2 separate regions of the Sus scrofa genome follow, and region 1 is linked to region 2. A link is a contact called in public HiChIP or PLAC-seq data. All regions are on one chromosome and are shown on one strand. Each heading gives the region's core, a stretch centred on a gene start, on an enhancer-like site or on the middle of the called end of the contact. The rest is flanking DNA. Distances are from core to core; before and after follow the strand shown.

What was found. HiChIP or PLAC-seq counts read pairs in DNA pulled down with a chosen protein or histone mark.
Region 1: a contact with region 2 is called in an H3K27ac HiChIP or PLAC-seq map of alveolar macrophages. The contact joins two enhancer-like sites. A contact is called at or near these places in 1 of 5 promoter capture datasets (fetal liver), 2 of 47 Hi-C or Micro-C datasets (fetal liver and psoas muscle) and 1 of 2 datasets of contacts at active chromatin or transcription factors (alveolar macrophages).

The regions. Positions count from the first base shown.
Region 1 is chr3:55,830,408-55,837,199 of Sscrofa11.1, reverse strand. No RefSeq gene overlaps it. Among named protein-coding and RNA genes, the nearest start is that of INPP4A, 73 kb to the right of the region's middle. Within about 2 kb of position 2,814, at least 60 of the 83 cell types and tissues checked have an H3K27ac peak or open chromatin away from gene starts, as enhancers often do. A contact at or near this core is called in alveolar macrophages and fetal liver, where this site is marked.
Region 2 is chr3:55,551,766-55,557,892 of Sscrofa11.1, reverse strand. It overlaps LOC110259978 (a long non-coding RNA gene), which reads right to left. Exons shown (of 5, transcript XR_002342531.1): 4 at 4,194-4,402; 5 at 2,600-3,198. Among named protein-coding and RNA genes, the nearest start is that of MGAT4A, 10 kb to the left of the region's middle. Within about 2 kb of position 3,497, at least 38 of the 83 cell types and tissues checked have an H3K27ac peak or open chromatin away from gene starts, as enhancers often do. A contact at or near this core is called in alveolar macrophages and fetal liver, where this site is marked.

The DNA.
Region 1 (6,792 bases), core at 1,565-4,064, 280 kb before region 2:
TTTGTTTAAAACTGGACATTTTAAATTATATAATGTCACAATTCTGGAAATCATATTTCCCTTTACCCGAGGATTTGTTGTTGCTTTTTGTTTGTTTAGTGACTCCCTTGGGATAATTCTATAAAGTCTGTATTCTTTGTCATTGTAGCTACTGAAGTCCTTGCTTGGTTAGCTTAATTCTTATCTTTTTATTGATATTCTTTGTGTAAATTTGCTAATTATTATACAAAGATTATTCTCAAAATGCTGGGACCAATATGTCTTTATGGAGGGTCTCTGTATGTGTGTTGAGGCATGTCTGCATTACTCAGGCAAGCAATTTAAAACTCTGCCTTAGCCTTCATTTCTTGTTTGCTCAAAGCCTCAAGGTCAGTCAGAAGTGAGAGTATGGCCTTCTTAAGTCTTTCTTGTACATATGCGCAGTTGTACATGTGTGTAACCCTTTAGAGTCCCAGAAATGTGTCAAATCTTTCCAAAGTTCCCCCATGTACATCTTCCTCATTCTTTCAGGTTAATTGGCTCACTTCTTTCTAGCTCCACCTCATATTACCACCTTAGGCACCTGCACTACTAATAATTACTACTGATTGCTTTCAGCAAATGCCCTGTGGATAGGGCCATGTGCACCAAAATAAGCACTGAGTCAGGTCAATTAAAGACAAGCCCTGAGAATGGAGCTTTTCTAGCAAGCTGCCAGACCAGTCAAATAGTGACAATTCTCTGGGGATAGGGCTTTATGAAGTACTCCAAATCCTTTTTTGCCCTTGCAGTGGCTGTGAGGCTATGGTTTTTACAGCTGCTGTGGCAGCAGGGCTGTTGATTTTCAAGACTCCATATATTCTCTAGTGAAAACACATGTAAACATAAATATGTCGTATTTGATGGCCCCCAAAAGAAATTCTCATGTTTGTTGGTTCTAGTCCCCAAAATAGCACTCAGCTCTTAATTATCAAAATATAGCTTATCTCAATCAGCTTACTTATTGTATATAGGTTATCTAGTTTCACAGGTTTATCAGAATCCCCGGAGGGCTTATTAAAATACAAATTGCTTGGGCCCACTTTGAGTGTCTGATTCAGCACATCTAGTAAGTCAACATTTGGGGAATTTGCTTTTCTAGCAAGTTCTGAAAGGACATTAGTGCTGCTATTCGGGTACCACATGTTGAGAGTAGCTAAAGGATGCATATATTTTCCCACAGGCACACCTCTAGGATACTTTCTTCTTTCATGTTGTGATGCCTGGGGAATGCATAGCACCATATTTACTAACAAAATTTGCTCCTTTTTCTCTTGATAATGTTCACTCTGCGGTGAAATTGGGGCTTGTTCCTTGTCACACTGAAAATATGATTAATCTTTGTAAGATTATCCTGAATCACACAGCAGTAAAGTACAAATGTTATTGGAAGCCTGATCTTAATTCACTGTTTGTTACTATGCTAAATGAACAGTTGAACTTAGACTGCCTATTTTTAAATGTTTGTGAATTTAAATTTAAAACTAATGATTTAAAAATTCTCATGGCTTGATTAAAGTTAGCATGGCCATAAAATGTATTGTCTGAATATTTCTGAAAACACTTTTGAGACTGGAAGGGGACCCTACTGATAATTTTGCTGAGTAAAAGATGTAAACTGGGCTTGCCCCAGCTAAACCAGGTATGTTGGTCATTCTAATTTTAGAAAATAAACTATAAAAACATTTCCACATTTCCAGTTTGATTTTCTTGGCTTTAATTTTATACTGGGCTTATTTCTGTTAATATTTCTTTCCATTTATCTGAGGAAATAATAAAAATGGTTCCGTTAGTAAATTACTTCTCATAGGAATAAAATAAAAAGTCAGAAAAAAAAATTAAAGTTTAAAAAGTTTTATATTTACTTGTTTTTATTGCAGACCGTTGTTGGTTTTTGATGACGTGGGGAAGCTCGAATTTATTTCTATGATATTAGAGAATTTTTAAGTTTCATTTCTAACTAGTGAATGTCTTTTCTTCTTAAAGTAAATCATAAATGCCTGTTTTTATACCTGAAGGATGTAAGGTCCGACTGAGAAATGTTCTGGTTTACTCAATTAAAATCGTTTACATTTAAAAAATTTTGAGAACTTTTTTTTCTGATAAAGTTTAAAGACCTGAAGGTAAATGTTATATTCAGCCCAGTATTTACCCTTGCTCAAGCACAAATATTAAGGTTTATTAAACCTTCATATTAAAGTGAAGTTTTTCTTCCAAAACTTCTGACTATTCTGTTTCTCCCCCTCTATGGAAAAATAGGACTTTGGGAGGGAAGTTTAAGGAGCTGATATTTGAGAGTCTATCAAAGTAGATTTTATACAATATGCCAGGACAGCCTGAGAGGGTAGCGGTTTCTCTCTTCTTTTTGTTCATCTGTATCTTTAAAGTACGATTTTAATTTTTGCTTGTTTCTGGGTTGAATGTTTAGTTCCCCTAAACATTGCCAAGGTAGTGTGTAAGACCGCCCCAAGGGAGTCGCGCAGACACCGGTACACATGGCCAGAGCAGTTCCCTGTTCGCCGCTTTTCCCAGCAGCCTTCTTCCTCGGGGATGCATCCGGGCCTTAGAAGCCTCAGTATATGTGATGGCGAAAATGCCACGATCTTATTAAGTCAGAAGTTCAAGAACTCTTTGCAGGCGATTCGGTCACAGCTGAAAGTGGGTGTTAGAGGAACGCGGGAGAAGTCAGCGTGAGCCGCCGCGGAGGAGGACCAGCTGGGTGGGGGTGGCCGGGATCGGGCGTGGGGGCGGCCCAAGGAACGCGCATGCGCGGTGAGGGGGCGGGGCCGGGGCGGGGCTGGCGTGGCCTCCAGAGCGGTAGCAGCGGCGGTGGCGGCGGCGGCAGCAGCGGGTCTGGGGCGGCAGCAGCGGCTCTGGGGCTGCAGCGCGGGCGACGGGTTCGCGGCTAGGCTGGGCGCCGCGGGCTGGGGTAGGAGGACCAGTATTTGGAGCCAGGCCGCCGTCCACGACGTGGCGACCGAGCGACGGCGCTGCTGCTGCGGGACTCGAGCGCGCGGCCCGGCGGGACCGAGAACGGCGGGGCGGCAGGGCGTGGGCGCCGCGGGCCGGGACGCGCCAGGTAGGTGCTCCGGACCGGGCCGGGCCGGGTGCGAGGGAGGGGGGCCGAACCGGCGGCTACGAGCCTCCGGGGACCGGGATGCTTCTCGGGCGGAACGGGGCGCGGCGCGCATCCAGACACCCGGCGCGCGGGACGCGGACGGCGCCGCGGTTGTCATGGAAATCGTGCAGCCTAGCGGTTCCCCGGTGGTGGCGTCTCGGGGAACAGCCCGACCCTGGCGATCCCTAGCTGGATGACGCCCCGGGCGCCTCGGGCTGAGGGGAGTGCGGTGCTGGCGCGGGCGGCGGGGAGCCGGGATGCGGGACGCAGCGCTGGTCTTGGTGCGTCTCCAGGGCTGGATCTAGTGACTCCAGACGCTGAAGGCCTCGCGGTGTTTCGAGTGTAAACAGAACCGGGTAAAAATAAACATGCACCTGGGTCCCCATGCTTCAAACTCTTCCCTTTAATGCCGGCCCACAGCCCCTGACAACATTTCTGCCATCTTTGCTGTTGACATTTTGTTTCTTTATGGCTTTGCTAGTCAAGGAATTGAGGCCTGAGAAACCTCAGGGATCTGAGACCCTCTCTTGCAAAGCTAGTCATGAATGTGCAGGCCATAGAAGATTGAAACACTTAAAACGTCAACGGTTAATTTATGTCTTTGTGGGCGAAGGGAGTGGTGATGAGCTTTGCTCTCCCTCCCCTTGTCGCCTGCCCTCTGACATTACATAATGATGTGTTCCTCCTGCTCCGAGTTTATCCATAATGACAGATCATGAAAATAGTCCTCTGGGTAAGAAAAAAGTATGGGCAGTTGTAAAGCCCATCTTCTTGTCTTTGGCTTTGCCACTGAATGTGTTTTGGGTTGGGGCAGTGCATTAGAGGCGAATTTGATTTCCCACCTGCCCCTTAGGGCCTCTAAACCAAAGGAATAGGGGATGGGGAGGTGGTTTGAATTTTGCGGTGAAATTCTGCCTGATTCATCTCTGTTCAGTAGATTGTGTGGACTGAGGGCAGGCCGTGGGGTTGGAGACTGAACAGGCTGACTAGGATGTGAATTCTGCATCTGCCAGTTGCTAACTTTGGCTCTCTATTTTCTCATCTCTGGCAGGTGAGAACTGAACTTGCTTTCCAGAGTTTGTTTTGGAATCTAGATGCGATTGGCGTTGGTAACATAGAATAGCTATAGGTTGTCCTTGGATGAAACCCAATTTGTCTTTGGGAAAACAGGCTAACAGGACTTTTTGTCTTTGGATGTAGGCTAGGGCCTTTGTTTTGGGGGTTCTTTGCTGAAATGTTTACTCCTGGAAGATTCAGTTCACTGGTTTCTTTGAAGGAAGTTGGTCCCACGTGGGAAGATCAGTGTGATTGGTCTGTAGGAGGGTTGGTGTCAGAAGACCATGAAGCTGTCCCAGGGGTGATGTGGCATTTCCATGGAGCCCACAAGGCCTTGTTTCTGTGGTGTCTTGTCAGCAAGCCTCTGAAGTAATAAGCCAAAGTTACAGCTACAGGGAGGGTTTGCTCTGAGGACAAGGCTTAAAGGAATGAATGCTGGACAAATTCAAAGAGGAAGCAGAGCCTTTGTTTCTATTGAGTTCAGTGGTAGAATTAGTTGTGCTAATTCTACAGGCTACTTACCTATTTTTCATAAGGCTTATGATATCTCAGTGTGTTTATCTGCTCAGGTACAAGTCCTTTCTCCCAGCTAGATTCAAAGTCAGGAGTAGACAGTATATCTCATTGCTTTTGGAAACTGGATATTTTCTTGTATTGCTGTTAAACTGAATGCCATTAATTTTTTGTTTTATATTTTGTTTTATTGCACCTGTGGGATACAGGAGTTCCTGGCCAGGGATTGAACCTGCACCACAGCAGTGACCTGAGCCACAGCAATGACATACCAGATCCTTGGCTGCTAGGCTACCAGAGAACTCCCGCCATTAGTTTTGTTTTGCTTTAAGGCCTCACCTGAGACATATGGAAGTTCCCTGGTGGGGGTCGAATCAGAGCTACAGCTGCCGGCCTACACCACAGCCACAGCAACTTGAGCCTCATCTGTGACCTACACCACAGCTCATGGGCAACACTGGATCATTTAACGCACTGAGCAAGGCCAGGGATCGAACCTGCATCCTCATGAATGCTAGTTTGATTCGTTTCCACTGAGCCATGATGGGAACTCCCTGCCATTAATATTTTTTCTATAAATCACTTTAAAGGAAAGGATGAAATAAAATAATATACGTGAGAAGTTGTAAGCTGTAAAGCCAGAGAGAGACAGGATGTGTATGACGAAATTATTGACCCTTCAAGTCCCTTTAGCCAGCTACCTACCTGGGAGCATTCTCCTCAGCCAAGCAAATCTACAAATGCACCAGAGGAATGTTACGAAAACGTGTGGGACCAGCTGACCCCCACCACCCATAGTAAGACAGACTAGGGGGGAGACTTTGGACCAAGGCCATATTATCCTAGTTTCTTGTGAAAAACTCCTGTATGGATTATGTATTCCATCATCAGCTACTCAGTGTGTCAGGATGCTTTGGCTTTCACCAAGGGAAGAACTGCACAAATCTGCAGTGAAGAAGGCTTGATTATGTCTTTGCTTCTTCTGTGAAGCTTGATTGATGAGCTAGTCTTGAGAGATCCCGCAAAACAGCCTTTTTCAGGGTGCTGGAACAGAAGCTCTGTGAGGAGAGCAAATTCAGGGGAAACCAGTATTAATACCAGGCAGGGCAGACCTGCTTCATTTTGTCTCTGTGCTTTTAAGGAAAGTGCCATTGTGAACTTAATCTATAGGAATTTACCTCTATTTCTATGGATATGCATACCTAGCTCTCAAAATATTTTTTGATACTATTTCAGATTCATTGAAAAGTTGCAAGAATAATCCAAAGAGTTTCCAGATAGTCTTTACCCACATGTTGACATTTGCTTTATCCTCGCTCCTATTTGTGTGTGTGATGACTTTTCTCTGCAAAGGTTAATGGTAGGTTGCAGACTTGATACACTTTGACCTCTAAATACTTTGTTGTATATTTCATGAAAACCAGGACATTTTCTTACACAACAGCAGTATGATTATTAAAAATCAGGAACAGGAAATGTTGATACAACACTCTAATCTGCAGGTCTTTTTCACATCTTACCTGTAGCCCCTTCAGAGCAAAAGGAAATCCAAGATTATGTGTTGCATTAGAATCAAACTGTCTCTTGAGTCTCCTTTATTCTGGAACAATTCTTGAGGGTCAGCCTATGTATCTCATGACTTTGGCATTGACATTTTTGAAGACAGCTGCCTGTGTTTTGGATAATGTCTCTCTCCTTGGGTGTGCCTGCGGTTTCCTCCTGCTCAGTTTCGCATTATGCACTTTTGGCAGGTCTAGCACAGGATGATACCGCAGCTGTCCCAGGCTGTCCCACAGTGGGGCACAGACTGTCAATGAGTCCATTCACTGGCCTAACTTTGATCACATGATTAAGGTGATGTCTGCCAGGCTCCCTCAGGGAAAGTTACCTTTTTTCCCTTTGTCAATAATATGTATCTCATAGTAAGAGCACTTGAGACTGTGTAACTATACTGCTCCTCCTCATACTTTTCACGGACTAGTTTCAGAATCCATTGATGATTCTTCCCCAGATAGTTATGATAGGTGACAGATGGTGATTTTCTAATTCCACATTTCTGTCTACACTTAGTGGTTGGAATTGTACTA
Region 2 (6,127 bases), core at 2,248-4,747:
TCTTTTCCTGGCTGTTAAATTCACACAATCAGGGGAAGCCGGGGTTGGGGGTGGGGGTGGGGTTCTTAGGCAAGAAGTACTTAGGCAAGAAATTCCACCTGTTACTACACCACTCTGTATTCTGTTCCCAACAAAACTGCAACATGGTGGCTATTGTTTGCACAAACATATTCTGAGTGCCTACGATGTGCTGAGGTAGTCAGTGCCTATCCACGGGGTGCTCATAGACTCATGGGAGAGGTGGGTAAGGGATTAGATCACAGGACAATGCCATAAGTTCATGGTACCAGGACAGGTGATAGGATGAGACCCTCAATCAGACTCTCAGGGTGGGGAAGGCTCCTAGGTGTGATGTCTGACCTAAAAGCAGGGTACAAACTGGAAGCGAATCTTTTCCTTTTGTCACTTTGATGGGGAGTAGTTGTTGGTGGGGCTATACCTAGAGCAATCAACTTCTAGGAACTATGAAATCAAACACAGCATCTTTCATTCTTTTCTGCTGTGGTCCCCTCCATGCATGAACAATCAAACTTGCATCATTTATGAGTGTGGATAAATGCTGATTCTGGTTTCTTGGCTACTGGCTCCAGTGGCGTTGTTTTTTTCAATTGTAAAGGCTTCAAGAAGAAATGCCTCAGGAGCTTCTTCCCAGCTTTTAAAAAATGACTCCCAGAGAGGCAAAAGAAGCCTTCCCATTTTACTTGATAAACAGTGAGATCTATCCTTTTGGTCTAGAGGCTGTAGTTGAACTAGAACCATGGAGGTAAGAGCTTATTAACTCTTTGTTAGCTGCAGAGTGTTTCAGACACCATGTACACAGTATTTCTGTTGTGTAACAGACAAGGTACAGGAAGTCCAGGAAATTAATGGGAGAATTCAAATAGAACCAGCTACTACATTTAATTTTTAACTCTAGGTGGACACAAAGGTTTATCCAGATGAAGGGCAGCAGAGAGATACATTATCATTTTTTCCTTTTTTGGCTGCCCCTTGGCATGTGCAGTTCCTGGGCCAGGAATCAGATCCGAGCTGTAATTGCAACCTAAGCCACAGCTGTAGCAACAACATTGGATTCTTAACCCACTGTGCTGGGCAAGGGATCGAACCTGCGTCCCAGTGCTCCCAAGACACCATCAATCCCATTGTGCCACAGTAGGAACCCCAAGGGCTAAATTATTCTCTCTTTTTCACAGTTTCTCCCCATACCTTACTCATCTCTTTGTGAGAGAATCGTTGAAAGATGACTTTCTGGGAGTTCCCTGGTGGCCTAGTGATTAAGGATCCAGTATTGTCACTGCTGTGGTTTGGGTTCAATCCCTGGCCTGGGAACTTCTGCATGCCAAGGATGCAGCAAAAAAAAAAAAAAAAAAAAAAAAAAAGCCTTTAAATGCCTTTCCTATTCATTCATGTTCACACTGTTGGGTAGATGCAACTATCAGTTTGTTCAGACAAAAGCCAGGCTGTGTGGTTACATGATTATGGAATCATAAGACCTTACCACACTGAAGTGTTGTGGCCAATGGTGTTTATATATGTGTATAGGACACTGCAAAAAAAAAAAAAAAAAAAAGTGTTTTCAAGACAATCCCAAAAGGGAATTCAACTACCTAACTGGGAACAGATGCCCTCAGTAGTGCCACGTAGTAGGAAGTTCAGGAGGCTTTCCTTCTAAATGACTTAGCCACACTGTTAAACCCAACTCACTGGTTTCATTCTATTCAATGTATACTCCAAAGGCAGGATGGATGAGAACTGTGTGCCAGAGAATCGCAGAGCCTTGGGAATTTTTTTTTTCTTCCTTTGTGAATGTGATACTTGAAAAGATGCTGGATCCACAGCCCTGCATCTGAAATACACCCATGCATGAAACCAATTTGAGCAGATCAACTGTGCTACTCCATCAATACGTTTCAAACAGGATCAGGAGTTCCCGTCATGGTGCAGTGGTTAATGAATCCAACTAGGAACCATGAGGTGGGTTCGATCCCTGTTCTTGCTCAGTGGGTTAAGGATCCAGCATTGCCGTGAGCTGTGGTGTAGGTTGCAGACTCGGCTCGGATCCCGAGTTGCTGTGGCTCTGGCATCGGCCAGCGGCTATAGCTCCAATTAGACCCCTAGCCTGGGAACGTCCATATGCCGCGGGAAGCGGCCCTAGAAAGGACAAAAAACAAAAAACAAACAAACAAACAAAAACAGGATCAAAAACATTTACTTAAATAATACACCCATGACAATGACTGCCACATATTAGACTACTGGGAGTTAGGGGGTGCCAGGATAATATAATCTGTGTCATTTTTTTCCAAGCCCTAGTATTTCTTAACCCTCTTTTGGAACAACTGAGCACAACCCTACAAGTAAGTGTCTGTATTAGCCAGGGACCAGACAGGGAAAAGGAAAGAAAAAAGAAAAGAACAATAGAAGGAAGGGAAGCAAAGGGAAGGGGTTCCTGCTGTGGCACAATGGGATTGGCAGCATCTCTGGAGCACTGAGTTGCAGGTTCAATCCCCAGCTGGGCACAGTAGGTTAGGGATCTGGCATTGCCACAGCTGTAGTGTGGGTTGCACCTGCAGCTGGGATCTGATGCCTGGTCCCGGGAATTCCATATGTCGTGGGGCAGCCAAAAAAAGAAATGAAAAAAGATAAGAAAACTATTCTGGGTATTTTGGATGGAGGGACTATCACACAGGAGATTGATTGCAAATTGTTGGAAGGGCTGAATGAAAAAAGAAGGGGCAGAAAAAGCAAAGAGGATGGATACCCAAGGATCAGAGAGGCTGCTGGTGCCCCTCCCCCCCTCCAGGTGGACCCCTGGAGCTTGCATCTGCTGCTGCACTATTGGAGAACTGTTGCTATTGGTCTGGAGCCCCGAAAAGACGCTGCCTTAGCCTGGGTGGATAGACACTGGAATCATGCCACGCCCACTGCTCTTGCAGCTGTGCCTTGTTGCAGTAACAACTTGCTGTTGCCAGTAACTTCCAGCAACTGCCACAGTGTTAGAGGCAGAAGCAGGAAGCTTCTCTCCTTCCTCTGCCTTCTAATCTCCAGCCATTGCTTCCTATTGGCAGATACTAACAGAAAGCCCGCTCCAGGAAGCCAAGCAACTGTAGCTAGCTTGCTCCCAGCTCCAGCATCACACAGCAGAGGATAGAAACGCAGCAGCACAGGAAGCTGGAGACAATGGGTAAATAACCAAACCTGTGTCAGAATAAAATAGTTAGGCATTCTTGAAAGTGAAACCAAAGCTTTCTGGAAACAAGAGGGAATGGAGCCTATCAGATCTTTCCATTCTGGTGGGACTAAAACTCTAGAAAACACCTTTTACATTCACATTACTCTTAAGCGAAACTGTTCACATGTCCCATCACAATACTGTCACTAGGAAAGAGAAGTCTTTTCTTTCAAATAGTGATGTTGTTCCTACTCTTAGAGGTGATTTATTGCACTGTAGCATTGCCCTGAGCTTCCAAGAGGAAGGGCAAGCTTCAGTGCCTCTTAGCCTTTGGATTGGTTGGGTCAGATCTGGGGAAGCTTAAACCCTCCTACGGCCTGCAGCCTGGGGGCACTGTGATTCTTATTCTTTTTTTTTTTTTTTTTTTTTTTTTTTGTCTTTTTAGGGCCACTCCCTCAGCATATGGAGTTTCCCAGGCTAGGGGTTAAATCAGAGCTACAGCTGCCAGCCTACACCACAGCCACAGCAATGCCAGATCCAACCATGTCTGCGACCTACACCACACACCACCAGATCCCTAACCCACTGAGCAAGGCCAGGGATCGAACCTGCATCCTCATGGATACTAGTCAGATTCATTTGCACGGAGCCATGACGGGAACTCCACAATTCTTATTCTTACTGAACTTTTCTCCTGGTACCTCTCCTCAAAGCAATTTGTGTCATTTGAAGAGGTTTTTTTTTTTTTTTTTTTTTTTTTTGGCTGCCCCGTACTGTATGGCGTTCCCAGACCTGGGAACAGATTTGAGCCCCAGTTGTGACCTAAGCCATAGATGCCTCAACGCCAGATCCTTAACCCACTGTGCTGGGCGGGGGAGTGAACCTGTGTCCCAGCACTCCCAAGATGCCACATATCCCGTGGCACCACAGTGGGAACTCCTCACTTGAATAGTTCTCTGACCATAGACCGAAAATCACCCCTTTAAGTGCCAGTGGGGGCAGAGGGAGAAAGGGTACCTACTGTCAGGGTCGGTGTCATTGAAACGGTCATCACTCCAGCTTGCTGTCCTTACATGTACTTGGCTGGTCTCTGGTGACACTTATTTTCTTCCTTATTCCTGGGGGTTGTCTTCGAGCTGATGACTTTTGGGATTTGCAGATTTCTCAATGTAGTGCTACTTCTTTTTTTGTCTGTAGGTTATTTCTCCAGGGAGAAAAAGCACTCATTTCCTAAAATCCATATGAATGTAAAGAAAAGCAGAATGCTACTTTTTGAATATGAGCATTTTCACTGTGTTTTATTTAGTGAAAAAAGCTGGGCAGCACCAATATAATTGTCTGATGATTTATCTGCCTTGTCCACTCAGCTGTTACAGTGCCTGAGGTTGGGGACCACTTACTCACCACTGTGTGGGAGGCACACGGGAGCCACTGCCTGCATTCTTTGACAGGATGAAGGAGAACTTTTCTCTGAGCCTTAAAGAATGGGTGTAGGGTTTGGGCAGATATTGAGGAAAAGGAAACAAGCATTACAAGAGAAGGAGGAGCAGAGACACAAAGAGAGTTTGTGTCACACAGCGTTCATGGTACCCAGGCAGGGGGAGTAAAGAGGAGCATCATGGGAAACATGGCAGGTTCTGAACCCTCTGCAGGAGAGTTTGGATCTCAGGCTTTGGAAAGAGGAAAATACTGAAGATTGCTGAATAGAAAGCAACGTTATAATAAATTACTCAAGGTGAGAGGCGTCCTTCTGTCACTAACACCAGCTAGAAAGTTGCTGTGCTTTTTTTCCTGGAAGAAAAAACAATGTGTCTTATGACCATCCAACAAATATTTGATCACTGCTACTGTACATCCCATCTACATACCTCTACCAGAGGCCCTTAGCAAACATTTGCTCATTGCTTTGATTTTGCTTCCTATTTTATTTTATTTTATTTTATTTTTTTGTCTTTTGTCTTTTTTGTTGTTGTTATTGTTGTTGCTATTTCTTGGGCCGCTCCCACGGCATATGGAGGTTCCCAGGCTAGGGGTCCAATCGGAGCTGTAGCCACCGGCCTACGCCAGAGCCACAGCAACGCGGGATCCAAGCCGCGTCTGCAACCTACACCACAGCTCACGGCAACGCCGGATCGTTAACCCACTGAGCAAGGGCAGGGACCGAACCCGCAACCTCATGGTTCCTAGTCGGATTCGTTAACCACTGCACCACGACGGGAACTCCTTGCTTCCTATTTTAAATGTTACATTGGTCCAGCGTCAAAATCACAAGGCTTAAGATAAGACGGAGGAGTTCCCATTGCAGCTCATTGGGTCAAGAACCCGACACAGTGTCTGTGAGGATGTGGGTTCTATCCCTGGCCTCACTCAGTGGGTTAAGGATCCAGTATTGCCACAAGCTGCAGTGTAGGTTGCAGATGGGGACTGGACCCAATGTTGTGGTGACTGTGGCATAGGCTAGCAGCTGCAGCTCTGATTCAGCCCCTAGCCTGGGAATCTCCATATGCCGCAGGTGCAGCAGTAAAAAAAAAAAAAAAGGAAAAAAATAAGATGGAGAAGAGAGAATGGACAGTTCTCTTTTGTAAATGCGTATTCTAATATTAGTGTCTCAGATGGAACTGGTAATATCATCGCTTCAGAAACAAATGGAATTGGACTTCCTGTGTGGCTCACAACAGAAACAAATGGAACTGAGAGCTAAAGTAACTCTTCAGGGAAAAGAATCTTCCAGAATTTTGAACACTCCATTCAACTTTATTCAAGTTAGCCTCTCTAGAAGGAGTTTGGAAAGGTAGAAATGGTATAAAAAATCAAGAATACCATCTGAGTATAAAATCTGGGGGCATAGAATTATCAATAAAATATTCCCAGACCATCTTCATGGAGCGCTTAGTAAAATTAATTTTGTCAAAATCCTCTAAAATGTTTTTTGGTAGCAATTTGCTTTGTGAACTT